2 separate regions of the Ovis aries genome follow, and region 2 is linked to region 1. A link is a contact called in public Hi-C data. All regions are on one chromosome and are shown on one strand. The core of a region is the stretch at or near the end of the contact, and the rest is flanking DNA. Distances in the headings are between cores, read along the strand shown. Region 1 holds the start of DDX3X (DEAD-box helicase 3 X-linked). Region 2 has its middle 49 kb from the start of DDX3X.

The links. Hi-C and Micro-C count contacts between places; a contact is called where the count stands out from the background.
Region 2: a contact with region 1 is called in a Hi-C map of liver, with 2.1 times the contacts expected there. The contact joins the enhancer-like site here to the promoter of DDX3X in region 1. A contact is called at or near these places in 4 of 16 Hi-C or Micro-C datasets (blood, liver, omental adipose tissue and 1 more).

Annotation. Positions count from the first base shown.
Region 1 is chrX:40,561,992-40,565,439 of ARS-UI_Ramb_v3.0, forward strand. DDX3X (DEAD-box helicase 3 X-linked) reads left to right here and starts at 1,688. Exons shown (of 17, transcript XM_060407509.1): 1 at 1,688-1,825. The coding sequence starts at 1,781.
Region 2 is chrX:40,610,978-40,614,425 of ARS-UI_Ramb_v3.0, forward strand. No RefSeq gene overlaps it. Among named protein-coding and RNA genes, the nearest start is that of DDX3X, 49 kb to the left of the region's middle. Within about 2 kb of position 1,649, at least 14 of the 54 cell types and tissues checked have an H3K27ac peak or open chromatin away from gene starts, as enhancers often do. A contact at or near this core is called in liver, where this site is marked.

The sequences.
Region 1 (3,448 bases), core at 438-2,937:
GTTGTTATAAAAAGGAATCTGGTCTTTCGCGGGGTCACGTAGTCCACCTCCTTTTATAGAGGAAATCGAAACCTAAAGCAGTTAAGCAACTTGCCCAGGACAGAAGTGTTATTTTATCTCCCTATCTCGTTAGAATTTGTTTCATTTTTAAAAATTGGAAGAGAAAAGCAAAGTGGTAAAGTACGTGATGTGAACGAGCTGTTTGAATTCTGGCAGCAGCAGATCCTTTGGGGGATGGTTGGAAACCCTGTATATTATTTAATTCTGTCAGGCTGAGGGTCAGAAAAGAGAGAAAAACGTTTCTAAAAACCATATATGTGCCGCCGCTCGCTTAAAGCCAGGGATTCACTAGTCAACACATTTTCTTCTATTTAAGGTTCTGTGGCACTGAGGTTGGGACCGGAGGTCGCCTGCTTAGGAGGGGGGAGCATAAGGGGTGCCTCCGACCCATTCCGGCAATTCCCCATTCACCGCAGTGGCCCGGGGTCACCCTGAACCCAGGCCGATGATGCGGTAGACTTTCTTCGGCAGGCCCAGATTGCGCCCAACCACAAACGCCTCCGACTCCCTAGGAGAACGGCTCTCCATCCCGAGTCCTCTGGCTTTGAGGGAAGCAGCACCGCGCCGGTGGTGGCCATCGGCCCTGAGCCGCTGGACGCCCCACAATAGGAAACCTGCGGCCTAACGGAGCTGTGGTGCCGGCGAAGGGCGGGGGTCCCAAGAGGGTGCGCTACCTCCCGCTCGTGTTCAGCCCGATTGTCTCATTGTTTCTTAACTGCGGGGAGCGGGGACGCGCGCGCTAGAGCGCGCTCTCTTGGTGGGGGAGTCGGAGGTGTGTGTGGGAACCAAGGGGCTATGGCATTCCTAGGCGGCGCACCCGCTGCCTAGGCAACTAGTGTCCCACCACCCGCGCGCGCCGCCAGCGCCCCTCCACTTCTCCCTCCCCCCCACGCCCCATCACCATCACGCCCTCTTCCCTCCTCCTTCCTCTCTTTTCCCCCTCCCCCCTTCTCCTCTTCCCGTCTCCTCCCTCCCTCTTTCCCCTCCTCCCCCCGATTCCGAGCACTCTATTTAAAACCACGGTTTCCTGCTCCACAAAATGGCCTCCGCATTTGGCACCTGCGGTCACGTGACCCGCTGTCCCCTGGGCTTCGGGCCCCTCATTGCCAAACTTGGATTTCGGGGCTTCTGCCCGGGAAAATACATGGGCTGATTAGTTTGGAGAAATCGCACAACCTTTCAAAGTCTAGGGGACGGAGAGAGAAGGAAAGAGTGCTCCCTAGAAAGAAAGGAACAGTGAAAACTGAGGAGGTTGGGAAAAAAAGGGGAAAAAGGTCTAGATTATATTTTAAGGTCTCACAGCTGGCGGAAAACGGGAGGGGATGAGGTCTCGCGAGATCTCGAGACCTCCCAGTCCTGAGAAAAGGTAATAGCGGAGGACAGGGGAAGTGGCACTCAAGCGATCTAGGACAGCATTTAGCGCTGAGTGCCAAGGTAGGACGACGAGGCGCAGACGCCACCGACTAGGAAATCCCGCGAGGTTAGGACTAAACGAGCGCGCAGTAGCTAGGCAAAAGTCGTAGCGGCGGGAGGAGTGCGGGTGTGAGAGGGAGGGCACACGTCGTACGTGCTGACGTAGCAGTCACTTGAGCGGGTATATTAGATCCGTGGCCGCGCCGTGCATTTCAGAGCCGCAGTTCTCCCGTGAGAGGACCTTCGCGGTGAACCCAACACATTAGCTCAGCAGCGGAAGACTCCGAGTTCTCGGTACTCTTCAGGGATGAGTCATGTGGCGGTGGAAAATGCGCTCGGGCTGGACCAGCAGGTGAGCCGCAAGGAGCCTACCGGGATTGTTGCTGCAGGAATCCCTCCCCCGATCTAACCTGGTTTGTGGCGCAGTGCTACCTGGTACCCTCAGTTCCCATTTTCTGGGTCCCTCAGGCTAGCGAGTGTCAGTGTCCCGGGGCTGTGGGGGAACGGGAAGGTGACCGGAATGCTGATTGTGGCTGTCGCAGGGGCCCCAGCTTGGCCGGCGGTATTGTCCCCGGGCAGAGCACAATGGCGGCTTTTGTGTGTGCGTGCGCAGGCGGGCGGAGGGGGAGGGGGCGCGCGTTCTCGCGGAGGCGCGCACGCGCGAACCTCGACTTGACTTGTGACCCATGGGTGTTGCGGGGGGGGGAGGGGCGCGGCGCGGAGGTTCGCGAAAGGGGACCTTTATGGCCCTGAGAGTTCGGGCGTGCGCGGCTCGGATTCTTGTCGGAGACCCAGGCGGCGTTGGCGTGTCTGTGTGTGCACGCGCGTGTGAGCGGGCGGTGGAAAGCGGCCCTGGAATGTGGGAGGGGGCGGTGCGGGGGGTGGCCTTCGCTCGGGGTAATGGCGGCGGCCTCCTTTGTGTGGTGTCGGGTGGCTGGGCGGCGCTGCGCCCCCCGAACGGGGGAAGACGGGCCGCCGAGGGCCCGGAAACAGGGATGGATGGGCATCTTGTTCTTCCTGGGCTTCCTTCCCCGGGGCTTTTTTTTCGTTCCAGCCCGGTTTCCGCAGCCTCGGGTCCGTGGCCCGCGAGGCCGCGTTTCCGGAGTGGAAAGTTTTGTGACGCAGAAGATTCGAGGAGGAGTGGGGGGGGGGAGGGATGGAGAGGAGGGAGGAATGGGCCGCTGCGTGCGCGGTGGCGCCGGGCTCTGGAGATCGAGGTGGAACGCGGCGAGGAGGTTAGCGACCCGGCACGGCCGGCTCCGCCTCACGTGGTCGCAATAGTGAGTGTGGAGGTTTTCTTCCGAGCCACGCGTCGTTTTGGGAGGTACCACGGAGTGTACCAGTGTCCTCAGGTTGGGGACGTTTGGTGCGGGGCTCGGCCTGGGAAAAAACGCCAGGAATGTGGCTTGGGAAGAAATAAGGAATTTTGTTGGTGACTTGTTGCTGCTTGTGGACTGAAAATTTCGAAATCAGTCAGGGGCCCCGGGTTTGTCTTAATTGGAGCCCCTCTTGTAAGGGTTTAGAGGTAGAGGACGGGAGGGCGCGTGATCGCAGAGGAGGGGTTCTGGGCGGAGATGGCAGAAGTCTGCATCCCTCAGCAACAGTGGCACCACGCTTCAGAGAAGCTCTTCAATCGATGTTTTGTTGCTTTTAAGTAAACTTCTGCTTATCGCGAGCTCCAGAATTCTGAAACGAACTTGAGTGACACAAATGAATTGTTAATAGATTTTCAGTCGTGTATAGTGTTTTATAGGAACTCGGCTATCTGTTTGGGGGAGAGCATTTTTTCCATTAATGAATCGGAATAAAGCTTCCAAATGCTGACATGTTCCGTGTTAAATGGAGCAGAGACATAAAAAAAAATCTGATCAAGAACATGGCCGGTCCCCAGTTTTTAAATTGAACATATAGGTGGTGCCGGCACCTATTTAAGATTATAAGCAGGAATAAAACTTGAAATCGAAATAATTGGAAA
Region 2 (3,448 bases), core at 399-2,898, 49 kb after region 1:
AGCGCACACGAAGTGTATTACGATGAGAATGTGCTGCTGCCGCTAAGTCTCTTCAGTCATATCCGACTCTGTGAGACCCCATAGACGGCAGCTCACCAGGCCCCTCCGTCCCTGGGATTCTCCTGGCAAGAGTACTGGAGTGGGTTGCCATTTCCTTCTCCAACGATGAGAGTATAATAAGGCTCAAGGTCCACTGGAAACCTACTTTTCTGCCTTCTTGGGCCTGACCAGTTTTTGTGTATCCTCAAAGGCTATGCCATTCTTCTAAAGGTTGTGCCCTGCACCCTCCCCTCCTGTTTCAACATCACCCATGTCACACTGGGGAAACATAAGGGTTTCCTAGGGGACAATTCAGGATCAGACTGTGTGGTCTTAGAAAACAGCACAGTTGTGGAGAGGGAGGACAGTTGTGGGCCAGGGTGGCCTGTAGGGGGGTGGAGGGTGAGGGAAGTAAGCTGAGCCTTGGAGGAGAGACAGGATTATGCAGACAGAAGAATGTGTTCTGCTGGGAAATGGGGCCTGAGAATGTGCATGGCACGTGCTGGTTGGGGGTCTGTGCAGACTGACATGTGGGTGTGGGCTGAGCTTCTCCCTGAATACAGGATGCATTGCAGGCAAAGATGCAGAGCCAAAGATGATTATAATGATGGAAAGAAAGCAGGGTTTTAGGAGGTGTAGCCCAGATTGTGTGTAAAAGTGTACTTTAAGCAAGGACTGGCAGTAAAAGGCCAACTGAGAAGCTGGGGCAGGAATCAAGAAATGAAGTGGTGGGGGTCTAGGCCTGGGGCTGGATCGGGGACTGGAGAGGAAAGAGCAAAGTCAGAGTTTCAAGGGGAATTTAGCATGAGCTTGGCTAATGGAGAATGAATAAAAACAGTCAGAGGGAAGTCTATACAATTGTAGACACATGGCTATTTCCTGAGTGAGGCCAGAACCTGGTTTAAATCCTAGCTCTGCTGCTATTGGCTATGTGACTTAGGCAGGTCACATGACCTCTCTGTGCTTTAATCTTCCCAACAGTAAATTTCAAATAATAGTAACTATCTCATTGAACTCCCCTGATGGTCCAGTGGTTAAGAATCCACCTTCCAGTGCAGGGGGCTCTGGTTTGATCCCTGGTCAGGGAATGAAGATCCAGCATGCCGTGCAGCCAAAAAAAAAAAAAAAAAAGGCCAGGGCAGGCCAGGGCTTCAATACCAGAAGTACCTGGGCTGCCCCGTCTGTACTGGGTGGCCAAGTCAGGCTAATCCCTGTGAAAAGAATTGTGTTCCTCTTATCTATCCTTCTGATATTGATGCTTGCCTTACATTTTACGGTAGGCAGATTAAGATGTCCAGCCCTTTGAGTGTACTTTTCTGAGGGTCCTGGAACACTCTGGCTGGATCCCAGGCTGACAGGAAAGCAGGTGCTCATTTTCTGGAGGCCACCCAGGTCCTTACTGGTAGAGTCTCTGCTCAGGCCACACCTATCGGTGCCAGGACAGGTGAGTCAGGGCCGGGCGAGAGCCCCAGGGAGTGCTCCCTGTCAGCAGGGAGCCTGGTCCTGGCTTGGGGCCAGAGGACATGGGAGCAACTCAGTTCCCATCCACTACCATGGCAACCAGGGCAGGGTGGCCCCATCTAGGTGCCAGCATGGCAGAGGCCGTGGGAGTGCCCAAGGGCAGGTGGGCAGGTCACTTCCGTGGCCAGGCCTGCTTGGTTCATCTCTGACCTGGCCCAGGAGGGCATGTTGGGCAATTTCCGGAGGATGGCAGTGGTTGTGCATACAACCGCTGATTTCCACATAACTTGCCCCTTCTTGTTCTTCCTGTCTGGGGTCATTTCAGTTGTGGCACGGTTGTTACTTTCCATAGCAGTTCAACTGAAAAAGGAAACCAAAAGAGCATCTTTATTTGGACTGAGAGGGAAGTTTGGAGATGGCTTTCATTTTTCCTGCCGAGGCTCCCCCACCTCACCCCGAGGCATGTGGGCTAGGGGGCCCCCTGCATTGGAAGCACAGGGTCCTATCCACTTGTGGATAGCTTTTCAAAGCCCTGGTTGAGAAGGGAAGAGTGGGAATATCATTTTCTGAGGCTCTGGGGTACTTCAAGAAATTACAGAAATGACAGCCGTTTTTCAAGCAATAATATTCATCCTCGTGCCACAACATGGATATGGCACAGCCTCGTTTGCCAAGTGGTTTTGAGATTTTTCTGATTTCAAACGCCTGTGTTTTCTGCCAATTTTTAAGTGTGAAAGCTGTTCCCTCAAATGATTCAAGTAGACAACTCATTCTGGCACTCAAAGCCACTGTAGTTTGATCCTAGCACCTCAAAAATCAGTCTTCTCCCTTAGTACTCAGTAACATACACTCCAAGCTTGTTCATTCATTCATTCATGCATGCATGCATTCAGTAAACAGTTTTAGAGCACAAAGTGTGTGCCAGTATATTGCTTGAAGCTGAGGATTCAGAGATGAAACACATAGTTGATGGGGGAAGGGAGGGAGAAAATAAAAACAAACATACCCTGGAATGCCATGGTGGACCAGTGGTTAAGACTCAACACTTCCATTGCAGGGAACATGGGCTCGATCCCTGGTTGGGGAACTAAAACGCATGGCCAAAGACAAACAAATAGGACATTCCTGGTGCTCCAGTGGTTACGAATCCGCCTGCCAATGCAGGGGACATGGGTTCGATCCCTGGTCTGGGAAGATCCCACATGCTGCAGGGCAACTAAGCACCTCAATACTGAGCCTGTGCTCTGGAGCCTAGGAACTGCAACTACGGAGCCCACATCATGCAACTACCGACGCCCTCTGGCTCCGCAACAAGGGAAGCCACCACGATGAGCAGCCCATGCACCGCGACTAGAGAATAGCCCCCCGCCTCCAGCCACAACTAGAGAAAGCCCACACAGCCAAAAGTAAATAAAATCACTTTAAAAAGAACAAAAAGACCAACAAGAAATATAGCCTTCCATTCTGTGTGAAGGTGTTATGCTAGATGCTGAGCTCACTGGCCACCATGCTAGGCAAGTAACTGCTTTCTCCCCCAGGGGCCTGCCTCTCTCAGTACCATTCATACCAAGTAGAAAGAGGCAGTTGAAGAGAGGGGAAGTCTCTCCTTCCATTGCTCCTACTAGTTTCCCTTTCCTCCTTTGAAGGAGGAAAGCAAAACGAATAAATGAAACCGTTTCATTCTCTTCAAGTACGCCAAAGGGCAGAGCTCATTTTGTTCTTCCATTTGTATTTTTTTCTGAACACGTAACACACACAAGAGAACCAAGGTGACCTGGGAACAGCCTTCCTCTTTCCTCTCTCCCCTAGTCACACAGTCCACTCCCCAAAGTGTTCTTGGGACTGGTTTCTCGGGTATATCCCCAAAATATCTTGTGCATTTACCAACAGGTTTGATTGTATATCTTTGGGGAGCCCTATATAGATAGTAGCATTCTACACACCACCT